Regions from separate parts of the Mus musculus genome. Here region 2 is linked to region 1. Evidence: chromatin contacts called from public HiChIP or PLAC-seq data. All regions are on one chromosome and are shown on one strand. Each heading gives the region's core, a stretch centred on a gene start, on an enhancer-like site or on the middle of the called end of the contact. The rest is flanking DNA. Distances are from core to core; before and after follow the strand shown.

What was found. HiChIP or PLAC-seq counts read pairs in DNA pulled down with a chosen protein or histone mark.
Region 2: a FOXA1 HiChIP or PLAC-seq map of pancreatic cancer cells shows a contact between it and region 1. The contact joins two enhancer-like sites. A contact is called at or near these places in 5 of 115 datasets of contacts at active chromatin or transcription factors (astrocytes, embryonic stem cells, large pre-B cells and 1 more) and 1 of 9 other capture datasets (embryonic stem cells).

Annotation. Positions count from the first base shown.
Region 1 is chr16:29,661,307-29,665,147 of GRCm38.p6, reverse strand. It overlaps a transcript of Opa1 not described here. Among named protein-coding and RNA genes, the nearest start is that of Opa1, 84 kb to the right of the region's middle. Within about 2 kb of position 1,902, at least 38 of the 459 cell types and tissues checked have an H3K27ac peak or open chromatin away from gene starts, as enhancers often do. A contact at or near this core is called in pancreatic cancer cells, where this site is marked.
Region 2 is chr16:30,526,638-30,530,478 of GRCm38.p6, reverse strand. It overlaps Tmem44 (transmembrane protein 44), which reads left to right. Exons shown (of 11, transcript NM_001384248.1): 9 at 909-1,067. It overlaps Gm52252 (a long non-coding RNA gene), which reads right to left. Exons shown (of 3, transcript XR_003951936.1): 3 at 1,061-1,326. Among named protein-coding and RNA genes, the nearest start is that of Gm52252, 8.4 kb to the right of the region's middle. Within about 2 kb of position 1,963, at least 18 of the 459 cell types and tissues checked have an H3K27ac peak or open chromatin away from gene starts, as enhancers often do. A contact at or near this core is called in pancreatic cancer cells, where this site is marked.

The DNA.
Region 1 (3,841 bases), core at 653-3,152:
GATATTTATCATAGTAGAGATTTAAACTGAGAAAAGCTTACATGTTAGCTTATAAAATTATATGTAAAATGACTCTTTTTTTTTTTTTTAAACAAACGTAGTAAGAAGTGCATTGTGTTTCCAGTTTTGCAATGCTCTTTAGTGTGTGGCTTGGTAACAGGGAGGCAGACTCTCTGTTTTTGCACTCCGTGGAAATGTGGTGCTTTGGTGAAACATACCATGATAATCTGGGTAAGCACATGAAGAGAACCTGGGCCTGAACTGTGATGCAATGAGAAATTTTCCAGATAACGCTGAATCTTCTGGAATATTCTATAGTACTTGAAAAGTTAGTTGCAGTGCAGAATCTGCCCCGGGTGTGTTGTAACCCCCGAATTACGGATACTAGAGAGACTTCAGTGTTGTACAGACAGTTGCCTCTGCGTTCCCCACCAGAGGCTCCCATCCTCCCTCCCCCTCCCCTAGCATTAGAATGGCACTCAACACTCCTGCTGATAAAACTCCAGGTGCCTGTCCTTGAGGCCTTAGAGAAATAACAAGCTCAAGGGAGACCATGGGGGGTGGGGGGGGAAGGTAAACAGACAGTCAGGTCACAGACAGTGAGGACTGGCTATAAAACTTGTCCTTGAGCAGATAGATACCCATTAACCCTGCTCCTGCTTCAGTGCGATCCCACCCTCTACTCCCCTTTTCTGTAAATATCCACACTATTCCTAACTATACTGTATATAAACCCAATGTTTTTGGACTCAGGGTCCCTTGTGAGTGCTAGGTGGGTGAAGCGAGTTCAAACTTGAAAATAAAAGACTCTTTGCAATTCTTGGGCTCGTCTGGGTTCCCGTGGGCTCAGGGCACAAGAGGCGCTGAGCTCCTCTGTTCCTCACCTTAGCTCCCAGTGCTTGCCTCCCTTGTGGAGATCTTTACTCAGGGCTGACTTGGTCCCATCACAGGAGCTGTTAGGAAAGCGGCTCATGCTGGTCTTCTGTGGACACACTTCCTCCTACAATGTCCACACATCACAGCGTTCCTGCCACCAACCACATCATCAGCAATACACCGAGAAGCTATTGGGCTCATGGGATTACCACTGGCAACAAATACAAAAATGTCCTTTTCTTAGGAATGGCATTTTTTGGGGGATGGAATTTCAGACAGGGTTTCTCTGTGTAGCTCTGGCTGTCGTAGAACTTGTTCTGTGGACCAGGCTGGTCTGGAACTCAGAGTTCTGCCTGTCTCTGCCTCCCAGGTGCTGGCATTAAAGGTGTGAGCCACCATGTCTGCCTTCCCCACCCCTTGCCTTATTTTTTCGAGACAGAGGTTTTCTATCTAGCCCTGGCTGTCTTGTAACTCCCTCTATAGACTAGGCTGGCCTCAAACTTAGAGAGATCTGCCTGCCTCTGTCTCCCTAGTGTTGAGATTAAAGGTGTATGCTGACACTGTCCCACATTTTGTTTTTTTTTTAAATGTATACTTTCTATTTATGTGCCTGTGTAAGTCTGTGTGTTTATATGTCACAAGTAGTGTGGGAGTGTCCTCTGCGGTTGGACGAGGGTTGTGGTCCCCTGGAGCTGGATTTACAGGTTTGGTTTTGAGCTGCCTGACATGGCTGCCTGACAGGGGCTGGGAAGCCAGGTCCTCTGAAAGAGCAGCAAGTGCTTTTAGCTGCTGAGCCACCTGCCTTGCCCCTGAAGGGTTAGTTAGTTAGTTAGTTTGTTTGTTTTTAATTATAAATTACATTTGCTTATTTACTGACTTAATGTGTGTGGGCACAAGTGTACCACAGTGCATGTGTGGAGGTCCAAGGACAATCTTCTCTGGAAGCCAGTTTTCCCTCTCTCTGCCTCGTGAGTCCTGGGGATTGAATTCAGTATGTAAGGCAGGTGCCTTTTGCGAGCTGAGTCATCTTGCCAGCCCTTGAGCTTTACTTAGTGACCAAGTGTGACTCACTAGAGTGTGTCAGTCAGGTAAAAGCCCTCAAGAGTTCCTTCATATTTTGTATGCAAGATGTTTCATGTGACTTTCCCCAATTTGTCCCCTCAGCCGCTTTTCTCCTTTGTAAAAGTTGTTCTTGAGGTGGTGGCTGCTATGACCATGCCGCTGACTGGCTCCACTCTGAGGATCCAGGGTCCTACCACTGCTGATGCTTCGACAGGAAGAGGAAAGCAAACACGGACATCACAGATTCATGTTGACCTTGGAGCACTGAAAGGATCTGGAAGACCCGGTGTCCACTGCTAAGGCACAAGAGACTCGGTATCCAAGGGGGCGGTGTCTTCTACAGAGACTCTCCTATGCAAAACGAACTAAAGTCAGAAAGGAAGGCACAATGTTCATCTTGAAATGTTTCCTATGTTGTGGATAGTCGACAGAGCACAGGGCCAGAAATTCATGCTACGCTGGAGTCAGAACCACTTTAGGAGCTGTTTGATTAAGGTTTAACCATTTCATTTGATGCTTACTTGAGAAGAGAATCGAATCTTCCCATTTCACACAATGGCTACCTTATCCACCTGGCTGGCACATCTTGAAGATTACCTGAGATAATAACTGTAAAGGCCACCTGCCAGTTAAAGGTGATTTCATTTAGAAAAGGCAGTTAGTTTCACGGGAGACCAATCAGGGCTTCTGTGAGACCGGTTAAGACTTTTGATTTTTATCAACAGAGAAAGCTATACAGAATCGGATTTTAATGGCACGCCAGGCTGGGGTGGGTAAAAAAAAATGAAGGCTAATGGTAAGAACAAAGATGCTGTATATGAATGAGCCAGTGTGTGTTGAGACAGGAAGCTGGACAGGATTGAGACAAAAAAAATGTAGAAACGGGTGAGTGGGTTGTTGATTGTACCGAGAGGGACATTATCACGTTTCTATCTGGCGCATAGCACAGTGCCTGTCTCTAAACAGTTAAGAGTCAGAGAAGGCACAGTCTAACGGAGGAGGACTGGTTGCCCTTTGGCTAGTTTAAGTATAAACCACCGGTGGGATATGCAAGCAGAGAGCTGGAGATAAGGGTTAGGAGTGTAGGGAGAAGGGGATGGATAGAACTGAGAATCTGGAGCAGATACACGGGGGTGAGGTGGACAGCTGGGGAGGAGATGCGGCTGGGGACTGCTGTCCCAGGAGCACTTGCGGACAGCACTACATGCCAGCAGCCCACTTTGCCCTTGAGAAAGAAAGCAAGGAAAAGGTGGTGGCATAAACACTCCAGGGTTTACGGAAGGGGCCTCTTCATTTTTAGGTGTGAGGACTCAAGGACACTTGAATGGCTCATTTGTCTTATTTCTGGGTCACTGGATTCAGAGTATCCAGGAGAGAGAAAGTTCACGTTTGGTAAAGAGCCCATCTGCATGGGAGGAGTGGGGGGGGGGGGGTAGCTAATGCAAGAACTACACTGAATACTCAAGTACCCTCGAAAGTAAAGGCCTCGCTCACTACCAAGGCTGTTTGTACAGAGGGCAGCCTCCTGCTTGTTGGCCATGAACTAAGAATGCCCACACATCCCATGGTGTTTGCTCTCAGGGCTGCTAATCCATGCCTCCTTAGATTCTCCCTTGGTTTCAGGCTCTTTCACCCTTTTCTAAAGTAGACAGCTGAGTTGGGGCTCTCATGGTTTCTCCTTGAGGGGAGGACTTGGCATCTCCAAGCTAGCTCCTGGGGGGGTGGAGGGGAGATGTTCATGAGGGACTGGAAACTCAGTTCTTAGCACTGGGCTCAGAACAGGTGTGCCAACGAGTAGAGGAAGCCTCTTGGGCTCCAGTGGCCCCAGGAGGCAGCTTAACCACAGGTCCCACTCTACTGCCTTCTGAATTCCTGACTTCTTGGTCTTCTGCAGACTCTTTGC
Region 2 (3,841 bases), core at 714-3,213, 870 kb before region 1:
GTTTTCGAGACAGGGTTTCTCTCTGTAGCCCTGGCTGTTCTGGAACTCACTCTGTAGACCAGGCTGGCCTCGAACTCAGAAATCCACCTGCCTCTGCCTCCCAAGTGCTGGGATTAAAGGCATGTGCCACCACTACCTTCCCGGCTGCAACGGCAGGAACCTTAAACCGTCAAAGCTCACCCCCACTGATGTACTTCCTCCAACAATTCCACACCTCCTAAACTGCCCAGGGTCACCAACTAGGGGCTGAGTATTCAAGCCTCAGCCTATGAGGAGCATCTTGTTCACACCACTGCACTGGTGTGACCTACCGCGGTTAGCATGGACTGGGACTGGCTAAATAGACTTTGAGCATCTATAATGCTACTCTCCTCTCTCTTTTAAGATTTATTTTATATGAGTACACTGTCGCTGTCTTCAGACACACCAGAAGAGAGCATCGGATCCCATTACAGATGGTTGTGAGCCTCCATGTGGTTGCTGGGAATTGAACTCAGGTCCTCTGGTAGAGCACTCAGTGCTCTTAACCACTGAGCCATCTCTCCAGCCCTATAATGGTACTCTTAACAACACCCCCCCCCACACCCCGAGCTTATTATATAGACCATGTCTAAGGCACGTTGTTAAGTGGACATAAAACCTGTAAGAGACTATAGAGTGTGCTACCTTCTATTAGTGGAAGTAGGGGGCACACATATGTGTGCATTTGAGTGTGTGCATGTGGAATATCTGGAAGGACACAGGGAACAGGGGTGCCGCCACCTCTGGATGCTGAGGAATAAGGGTCCAGGAGACACTGCAGCCCACACATCTGTGCCTGTGGAATACTGACGTGCAGGAATGCTTTGCATGTTGAGAGGTGACGTAAACCAAGTGCCACTGCCCACCCTTTCCTTCACTCTTTGCAGGCAGGCTGTAGCGCCACCAGGCTGCCCGGTGACGGGCAGACAAGCACCAGAGACGCCGCCTCGCAAGAGCCTCCCTCATACCCTCCCATCCAGGTCATCCAGGCCAGAGTGTCTTCCAGCAGCTCCTCCGAGGTCTCCTCCATCAACTCGGACCTGGAGGTACAGGGGCTGCCCTCGGGGAGGGCACGTGGGCATGTCACCTACCAACGCTTGCTGGGGCCTCCTTGAGATGGAACTGCTTTGTAAGCCTTGCCTTATTAACCTCACAACTGCTAATCATGAGTGAAGCTCTCTGCATGGCTATGGAGGAGCTCTTCAAACTTGACGGGACTCAAACAGTTTCATGGTTGAGCTGGTCAGGGAAACACCGAATATTGGGGTCCAGTTCTCATAGACGGCTTGCACATTCAGGTCCTTCCTAAGAAGAAACAGAAAACATAAGTAATAGGTCTCTTAAAAAGCCTCAGTGTTATAGTTTAGGATTAATGGTTTAGGCTGTAACGCCAGGATTCATGTGGCTGATGATCATGAGTTCAAATCCAGCCTAGGCTCTATTAGAACACTTTAGAAGGAAAGGAGAGAAGGAGGGAGGGAGAGAGAAAGGAAGGCAGGAATCTTGCTTGGTACCAGTGTTTCCCAGCCCATTTGACCATAAAAGAGTTTCTTTACCCCAACGAACAGAGGCCTGTAATGCTGGCCCTGACCCACACAGGCAGGACCTATTGGAAGCAGCACACCCAGCCTCCATCTTCTTTGTATCTGAACAAAATGTGCATCACATGAGGGATCCACAAACTCCGATGTGTCCTGTCGCTCTGAGTACCCAGCCCCATTCAACCCCATTCAGCAAGGGAGTTTGCGTCTGTCTGAGGACACAGGAGATCAAAGGCAACACAGGCTCACACGTATGTCAGAGAACCAGGCAGTCTGGCATGTCTGGGGAAGGAATGACTTCCTTTTTGTGTCCCAGCCTTTTGTGTGTTGAAATCCTGTCTGTGAAACGATGTACATAAGCAGTACGTAATGTTGATCTGTGGTTTGGGTTTAGTTTGATTTTTTTAATGCCCTTATTTGGCAAAATAATCGTTATCTACCCAGAGTATGAAGATTAGTCAGAGTTATACAGGACTCAAAAATTCCAAACCTAAAAAAAAAAAAAAATTCCAAACCTCAGAACTTTTGACGAGGGGTAAACCAGATCACTTAGTGTGCTTTTCCAGGCATTCCCAGCCAGTGTACCGTGCTATCTCTGCTCATACCTAGCATTCTGTCCTGGCCATTTTCCTTCCTGTCCTGGACCCCTGGACCTTCCTCCCTGGGGTTCCCTCTGGCCCCATTCCCATGGGTCAGAATTCTATCCAGAGACCGGCTTGTGTGACCCTCCCCTTGGACCAGTGGCTCCCTCTCCCTGTTGCCCATTTCCCTGCCCACCTGCCACAGGTGGCAGTGGCCTGGTGAGTGCAGATGTGTCACCTGCTGTTCATCTGTCCCTCAACAGCTGCTGGTTGAGGGCTGGGTTGGAGCTAGGACCTGTACACCTGTCCAGGCAATATTCCTAAGCTGAGTCTGAGAATGTGTGGGACACCTAGAAGCTTGGAACTTGCATTCTCCACTGAGGCCTGTGGCTAAAGGGACTGCAGAGTGAGGGCAAGGCAGGGCAGAGACACAGGGGCCCGTGGGGGAGGAATAGGGGGATATTTGCTCTCTGGAAATGGAGGCCTCTTGCTCTGTCCCTAAGCACTAGGCAGCGCGGTGTCCAGCATTGCCGGAGTCTGCCCTTGCAGCTGGTCCTGGCTGTTCCTCTGTGGAACCCATTCTTCTCATTTGTAGTCTCACTTTTTTTATTAGTTATTTTCTTTATTTACATTTCAAATGTTATCCTAGTTTTCCCTCCAAAAACCCCCTCCCCCCTCCCTGCTCACCAACCCACCCACTCCTACTTCCTGGCCCTGGCATTCCCCTACACTGGGGCATAGAATCTTCACAGGGCCAAGGGCCTCTCCTCCCATTGATGACCGACTAGGCCATCCTCTGCTACATATGCAGATGGAGCCATGAGTCCCACCATGTGTACTCTTTGATTGGTGGTTTAGTCCCTGGGAGCTCTGGGGGTACTGGTTGAGTCATACTGTTGTTCCTCCTATGGGGCTGCAAACCCCTTCAGCTCCTTAGGTCCTTTCTCTAGCCCAATGGATGGCAGTGAGCATCCACTTCTGTATTTGTCAGGCACCGGCAGAGCCTCCCTATAGTCTCGCTTTTAAAATCCTATGTAAAAATATGTACATCCAGGGGCTGGAGAGATAACTCAGAAGTTAAGAGCACTGACTGCTCTTCCAGAGGTCCTGAGTTCAATTCCCAGCATGGTGGCTCATAATCATCTGTAATGGGATCCAATGCTCTTTTCTGATGTGTCTGAAGACAGCTACAGTGTACTCATATACATAAAATTATATATATCCAGCCAAGCCGTAGTGGCCCACAACTTTAATCCCAGCTCTTGGGAGGCAGAGGCAGGGGGATTTCTGAGTTCAAGGCCAGCCTCGTCTACAGAGTGAGTTCCAGGACAGCCAGGGCTACACAGAGAAACCCTGTCTCGAAGAAAAAAAAAAAAAAGTGCAGATGCCCCAGCTCAGGATTCCTGCTTCACATTCTCCACCACATACAGCCAATGGCACAACTGCCAAGGTCCTATACAGAAACAGTAAGTGGGGCTGGTAAGATGGCTCAGTGGGTAGGAGCACCCGACTGCTCTTCCGAAGGTCCGGAGTTCAAATCCCAGCAACCACATGGTGGCTCACAACCATCTGTAACAAGATCTGACTCCCTCTTCTGGTGTGTCTGAAGACCGCTACAGTGTACTTACATATAATAAATAAATTAAAAAAAAAAAGAAACAGTGAGCGTGGGACTAAGCCCACTATTGGGCCAGACAG